2 separate regions of the Sus scrofa genome follow, and region 1 is linked to region 2. Evidence: chromatin contacts called from public Hi-C data. All regions are on one chromosome and are shown on one strand. The core of a region is the stretch at or near the end of the contact, and the rest is flanking DNA. Distances in the headings are between cores, read along the strand shown.

What was found. Hi-C and Micro-C count contacts between places; a contact is called where the count stands out from the background.
Region 1: a Hi-C map of embryonic fibroblasts shows a contact between it and region 2, with 1.6 times the contacts expected there. The contact joins two enhancer-like sites. A contact is called at or near these places in 1 of 47 Hi-C or Micro-C datasets (embryonic fibroblasts) and 1 of 2 datasets of contacts at active chromatin or transcription factors (skeletal muscle).

Annotation. Positions count from the first base shown.
Region 1 is chr5:82,203,034-82,206,218 of Sscrofa11.1, forward strand. The region is part of intron 7 of WASHC3 (WASH complex subunit 3); the gene reads left to right. Among named protein-coding and RNA genes, the nearest start is that of WASHC3, 49 kb to the left of the region's middle. Within about 2 kb of position 1,293, at least 5 of the 83 cell types and tissues checked have an H3K27ac peak or open chromatin away from gene starts, as enhancers often do. A contact at or near this core is called in embryonic fibroblasts, where this site is marked.
Region 2 is chr5:81,770,522-81,774,031 of Sscrofa11.1, forward strand. It overlaps a transcript of IGF1 not described here. Among named protein-coding and RNA genes, the nearest start is that of IGF1, 9.0 kb to the right of the region's middle. Within about 2 kb of position 1,945, at least 8 of the 83 cell types and tissues checked have an H3K27ac peak or open chromatin away from gene starts, as enhancers often do. A contact at or near this core is called in embryonic fibroblasts, where this site is marked.

The DNA.
Region 1 (3,185 bases), core at 43-2,542, 430 kb after region 2:
CTCATCATTTCTCACCTGAATTATTACAATAGCTCCTGATTGGTTTTCCTATTCTCTTTCAATCTGTCACTAAAAACTTAATGCATCTGTTCATACAGTTTGTCTGTTCACACATACAAATCTTTCTGTGTCTCTCCACTGCCTTTAGCATATAGTCTAACATCTTAGAATCACAAATAAATGCTTTTATCTTTAGGACTCTAGCTTCATTTCTTGCCACTCATTCATACATTCCTGTCTCCTGCAGCTGTAGCAAACTATTTGCAGTTCTTTGAATGTATCCTTTTCCCAGTGTCTTTATTTTTTTGTGGGTTTTTTGTTTGTTTGCTTGTTTGTTTGTCTTTTTTTTTTTTTTTTTTTTTTTTTTTTGCTATTTCTTGGACCGCTTCCACGGCATATGGAGGTTCCCAGGCTAGGGGTTGAATCGGAGCTGTAGCCACCAGCCCACGCCAGAGCCACAGCAACGCTGGATCCGAGCCGCGTCTGCAACCTACACCACAGCTCATGGCAACGCCGGATCGTTAACCCACTGAGCAAGGGCAAGGATCGAACCCGCAACCTCATGGTTCCCAGTCGGATTCGTTAACCAATGCGCCACGACGAGAACTCCTGTTTGTTTGTCTTTTTTGGTCTTTTTTGTCTTTTTGTCTTTTAAGGCCACACCCGCGGCATATGGAAGTTCCCAGGCTAGGGATCCATTTGGAGCTGTAGCCGCCGGCCTACACCAGAGTCATAGCAACAGGGATCTGAGACATGTCTGTGACCTTCACCACAGCTCACGACAACACCAGATCCTTAACCCACTGAGTGAGGCCAGAGATCGAACCAGAGTCCTCATGGATGCTAGTCAGGTTCATTAACCACTGAGCCATGACGGGAACTCCATTTTCCTGGTGTCTTTGAGTTTTTGTTTTCCTCCCCATGGAACTTCCTTCCCTCTTATTGACCAGACTAATTTGAAATTCTTTAAGAGTCCATTTAGGTATTACCACCTTAAGAAGTCCATGGCTGACTACCAAAGGGAGAACCCCCAGGGCTGCCAGTACTTCCTTGATATACCTCACTTAGCAAGTTTGAAGGCATGTCATTGTCTGTAAATGTTGAGAAACATTCAATTGCAAGGTGGTGCCAAGTTTTAGGGTAGAATTCCAGTAACAGTTAACATTGTCTTACAGAAAAGCTATTCTTCAACCACAGCCTGGAGCCTGAATTCTGCCCCATTACCTCATGAGTACATGCCATTGGTCACAAGGGACGCTGGTTGGAGTAGGGTGACTCGCTATAACCTATCAGCACTACTACTAGAAAACCCGCTCCAACTATGTTTAGCTAGATATGATAAGTGGAATCAACCTCCTTGTTAAAGAGGAATTCTCATGCTCTGAAAATTATGTTTACATAAAAGTTAAGGAGCGTCATTTTGGAAGAAATGTCTAAGATGATTAAGAAGAAGAAAATGTGCCATTCAAGAAAAGAGTGTACTTTTATTTAGAATCTTGGGTTCATATTAAGCCTCACCCAAGAACTAAAGATTGTTCTTTTTTCTTTTAAAGTGTAAACATGTACTTTTTTTTTTTATTAGCCTTAGTAGTAAGATAGACTCCTACGACTATAAGAGGAAATAGCCTAGATCTGTTTATGCTGAGCAAAGAGCAAAATTGAGGTAATATAGAAATAAATACTGATCAGAAAATACATTGTTATTCAATTGGCTTATGTATACAACAGTTTGGAAGCCAAGAGTATGTAATTTAAAAAAAATTTTTTTTTTATTTTTTGCAGTTATAGCTGGTTTACAGTGTTCTGTCAGTTTTCTATTGTACAGCAAGGTAACCCAGTCACACATACGCATATACATATTCCTTTTTCTCCCATTATCATGCTCCATCATAAGTGACTAGATATATTTCCCAGTGCTGTACAGCAGGATCTTATTGCTTATCTACCCCTAAGGCAACATTCTGCATCTATTTACCCCAAGCTCCCAGTCCATCTCCCTCTCTACCCTTACCCCTTGGCAACCACAAGTCTGTTCTCCATGTCCATACTTTTTTTTCTGTGGAGAGGTTCATTTGTGCTGTATATTAGATGCCAGATATAAGTGATATGGTATTTATCTTTCTCTTTCTGACTTACTTCGCTCAGGATGAAAGTATCTGGTTCCATCCATGTTGGTACAAATGGCATTATTTTGTTCTTTTTTATGGCTGAGTAGTACTCTATTGTGTATATATACGACATCTTCTGAATCCATTCATCTATCGATGGACATTTAGGTTATTTCCATGACTTGGCTATTGTTAATAGTGCTGCAGTGAACATGCGGGTGCATGTGTCTTTTTCAAGGAAAGTTTTGTCCAGATATATGCCCAAGAGTGAAATTGCTGGGTCATATGGTAGTTCTATGTATAGATTTCTAAGATACCTCCATACTGTTTTCCATAGTGGCTGTACCAGCTTACATTCCCACCAGCTGTGCAGGAGGGTTCCCTTTTCTCTACACCCTCTCCAGCATTTGTTATTTGTGGATTTATTAATGATGGCCATTCTGACAGGTGTGAGGTGGTACCTCATGGTAGTTTTGATTTGCTTTCTCTAATAATCATTGATGTCGAGCATTTTTTCATGTCCTTATTGGCCCTCTGTATATTTTCTTTGGAGGACAGTCTATTCAGGTCTTTTGCCCATTTTTCAATTGGGTTGTTGGCTTTTTTTGCTGTTAAGCTGTATAAGTTATTTGTATATTTTAGAGATTAGGCCCTTGTCAGTTGCATCATTTGAAACTATTTTCTCCCATTCTGCAAGTTGTCTCTTTTTTTTTTTTTTTTTTTTTTTTTTTTTTTTTTTTTTTTTTAATGGTTTCCTTTGCTATGCAAAAGCTTGTCCCTTTGATTAGGTCCCACTGGTTTATTTTCGCTTTTATTTCCCTTGTCTTGGGAGACTGACCAGAGAAAACATTTGTAAGGCTGATGTCAGAGAATGTTTTGCCTATGTTCTCTTCTAAGAGTTTGATGGTGTCTTATCTTACGTTTAAGTCTTCAAGTCATTTTGAGTTTATTTTTGTGCACGGTGTGAAGGTGTGAAGAGTATGTAATTTTAAACCAAAATGGTTTACATGGTAAGGGAGAAGAGAGCCTGACTATTTTCCTAGAAAAATCACTATCACTGAATTTTATGAAGTCCAT
Region 2 (3,510 bases), core at 695-3,194:
CCCTTATTGCAGAAAGACTTTATCAAGTGTAATCACTTTGTTCTTCCATTGAAATCTACTTACCAAGGTATAAACACTACAATTAAATCTTTCAAAATGGAATCTCTGGAAAGCCATTGGGTGATCAATCTCCACCTCACTTCTTACCCAGCACTGCTCAGACTGACTTAGGTTATGATGTAACCCAGGTCTGCTGTTGCATATTTACCTTGAGGCACTGTGTCATTCCCAGAATTAATCACATACTTAGTTCCATACAAATCTTCGTTTACAAGAGAATCATGAGGGAATTAAGATTGTTTTCCAGTCTTTCAGCTCTGTAAAAGCTACTGATGGGGAGGAGAGGGGACTAAAGAGCCTCCACAGTACAGGAGTCTGAAAGCATGATTGTCACCCCAATACTGGGTACCTTCTCATTCCCATACAACTTTGCCTATGCTGTTTCCTCTGCCTGGAATAGCATATACTGTTGTTTTGGGGTTTTTTTTCCATCTTGAATGTGAACTCAGGCCTCAAGATTTAACTCAACTGCTATTCAATCTACCTAGCCTTTTCAACATCTCCCAAGCTCTATGAAAGACTGGAATGAAAAAGACTGTGAGCTTAAAGGGTATCTAAACGATCAGCAAACATTATTAATACATTCATATGGTGGCATTTTCTATATACAGGGTCTTTGCTACCTGCTTTTGTCCTTGTGGCTAGGTTGGGCTTTTCCCCTAAACACTGCGATGATGCCCAAATGTAAAATCTTCAAATGCCAATTACATTGTTTTTTTTGTCATAACTGTCTTACATCTGTAATAGAATTTAATTTAAAAATATTTTTTCTTAAGTTGATTTTTAAGACATAGAAATATATATTTTAAAACTAAGCTTTAAAATATCTACTTCAAAAACAGTATCACTTGCTCTAAGCAGAAAGTATTCTTCAAAAAAAACAAATAACTATAAAAACAAAAAAAGTGTTATTAAGTTCTAGATAAAACCATTTCATGGAATGACTTTGGGCTTAAGGTTCATTTTGTTTTTGTTTTTGTTTTTTTGTTTGTTTTGTTGTTGTTGTCATCCAAAAGGGAGATTAGCAAGTGTTAGAGAGGAACTGAAGACTGATTCGTACTAAACTGAGACTGTTTTCTCAGTAAATTTAGGCTAGAAGAAGAATTAAAAATGGAACCATTCCACACTTACGTGATTCTTTTTTTTTCCTTTCAAATCTTTTTTTCCCCTTTCTTTTTCCTTCTGAAAATTATAATTTTGTCTCAGTTAATGTTCTTTATATGTATATTTTGGTCATGCCTGCAGCATGTCGAAGTTCCCAGACAAGTTCGAATCCCAACAGCAGTGACAACACTGGATCCTTAACCCATTGCAGCCACCAGGGAATTCCTAGGTTTCTTGAATGCCGTGTCTTCGACCATCAGTGTTTGAGCCCACATTTGAACACTGATGTTGTATAAAGAGAGCAGAACAAACAGGGGGCTTGGATTTCAGCTCCATTTTCAAGCTCCTACATTTGTTACATTAAAACAAGTCACTTTTCTATCCACTGCTCCTCCACCCCTCTTTTCTTATTTATAAAAATGAAGAAATTGTTCATTTCATTCTCAAAGAGTTTATTATCCTTCTAGGTGAAATAGTTTACCTTTATCATCATTTATTTTCCAGACTCTGATTCAACCAACAAAATGTGTGGAGCCCCCACCAGGTGTAAGCACTGGGAGTGGGGCCCTGGAGACGTCATCCATGCTCTCATAACGTTTAGCATCTTTCTGTCTCCCTTTAGCACTTTCCCCTTTTTAAAAAGTAGAGCCAATTAAACACCTAGCTTATTTGTTTCAAAAGATGTGCTCAGTTTAAAGTATATTTGAATCTAGAGCTTTTCTATAACACCCTATGCCTCCCAAACTTCGCGCAGCAATGGTCAAGATTGCGGTGGCAGTTTCCCCGAAGCCCACTAGAGGGCGCGCACATTTTTCGATTCCAAAAGAAAGCACTCTTTGGGTACTTGCCCCTGAAATTTGGAATTGGTGTCTCCTTTCCTCACTTTTCTCTTCAACTAGGGGCAATTGCGGTGAGCCCTTAGGTTCTCTCACTCCACCAATCCACCCTCGCCCCATGCAGTGACTCCTCATCTGCCATTACGAAGAATTCTTTTGCTCCCAAAACCACAAAAGTTTTGCTTCTGACTGTTCTCAGCATTTGCCCTTTTGACATTTTAGAAGAAATAAGATCCAAGTTTGATGTTGAAAAGAAAGCATTGATTTCTTTAGTGGGAGGATTTCTTCTCCCTATTACTGTTTTCCCTAGCTGTGGGGGAAAAAGCTCCTCTGAGGATTTAAAGCAGTTCCTTTGAGCTAAAGATCTTTCTGAGGACTAACAGAGCTGCTTCTGAGAAGATCTTTTGGAGCTGACATTGGGTCCCTTGTTCAGCAGCATGTTGTATTTTTGAGGCCAGCCTTTTCCTCTGAGTTTTACGTTCTGAATTGACAAGCTCTTGATCTCAAACATTGGAGAATACACTCCCAGACCAACCCGCCTCCCAGTCTTGAGCCAAGAGACACGTCTAGTAGTTTACCCCAAGTTCTGTGCCTGGTGGGTGGCCCCTGGACCTTAAACTTCACCCTCTGTTTGGTTCCAGAGTCCTCTTACCTCCAAATACCCTTCGTGAGCTTTTCTTGAGAGTCAACAAAGACATTAATGAAATAAATTGTGGGTCTGCCCCATTGCACATGGGAATGAGATTAGCTCCTGCATGAGGAACTCTGCAGTTGTGGGGAAGACTGGGGACATGGCTCGAGCAAAAAGAGTGGGGCACAGGGCCTGGCCCACCCCTTTCAGTGACTCTCAATCAGCTTGCTCTTTCAGGAGATGAACAACTTTTTTTCTTTCTTTTTTTTTTTAAGAAAGGTGTCAGAAGTCTTCTGAGACTGCAGCTTTATGCAAATATGCTACTCAAGAAAAAGGCTTTAGGGGAGAGTTATTTATATCCCGCAGGCATTACACATGCAAAAGGTGAAACTGTGAATCTCTGCGTCTCCAGGAGTGGATGTTCTCATGATGAGCACATCCTTGCTATTTTGGTGGCACACAATTCCCATATCTAACTGTCAGATTGTTCCAGGCAGGAGACTACAGAATCATTCAGTAATTTTAGACTGACCCTGTACATTTCTCTCCAGTGGGGCTTCTTGACCTGAACTTTTCCTGGGGATTAGATTTACTACCGCCGTGGACCCTCCAGTAATAGGTGCCTTCATCTCTGTCTCCTAAACAGGTGCAGGACTCGGTCATTAAAAAGTCATCGTGTGGCACATTTATTGCCCTTTGGCTTTCATGTTGACTCCTGGAATTAGCAAAGAAAATGGCCATTTCCCTAGGAATTATTGCCCCGCTCTGTTGCTGGCTCGCTCTACCCAGAAATATAGACCATGCTCCACGTTGACGTATACAATAATCACTTCAGGAAATTGCTTTCCCTATTGGAAACGGAGAGCTCACCCTGGAATG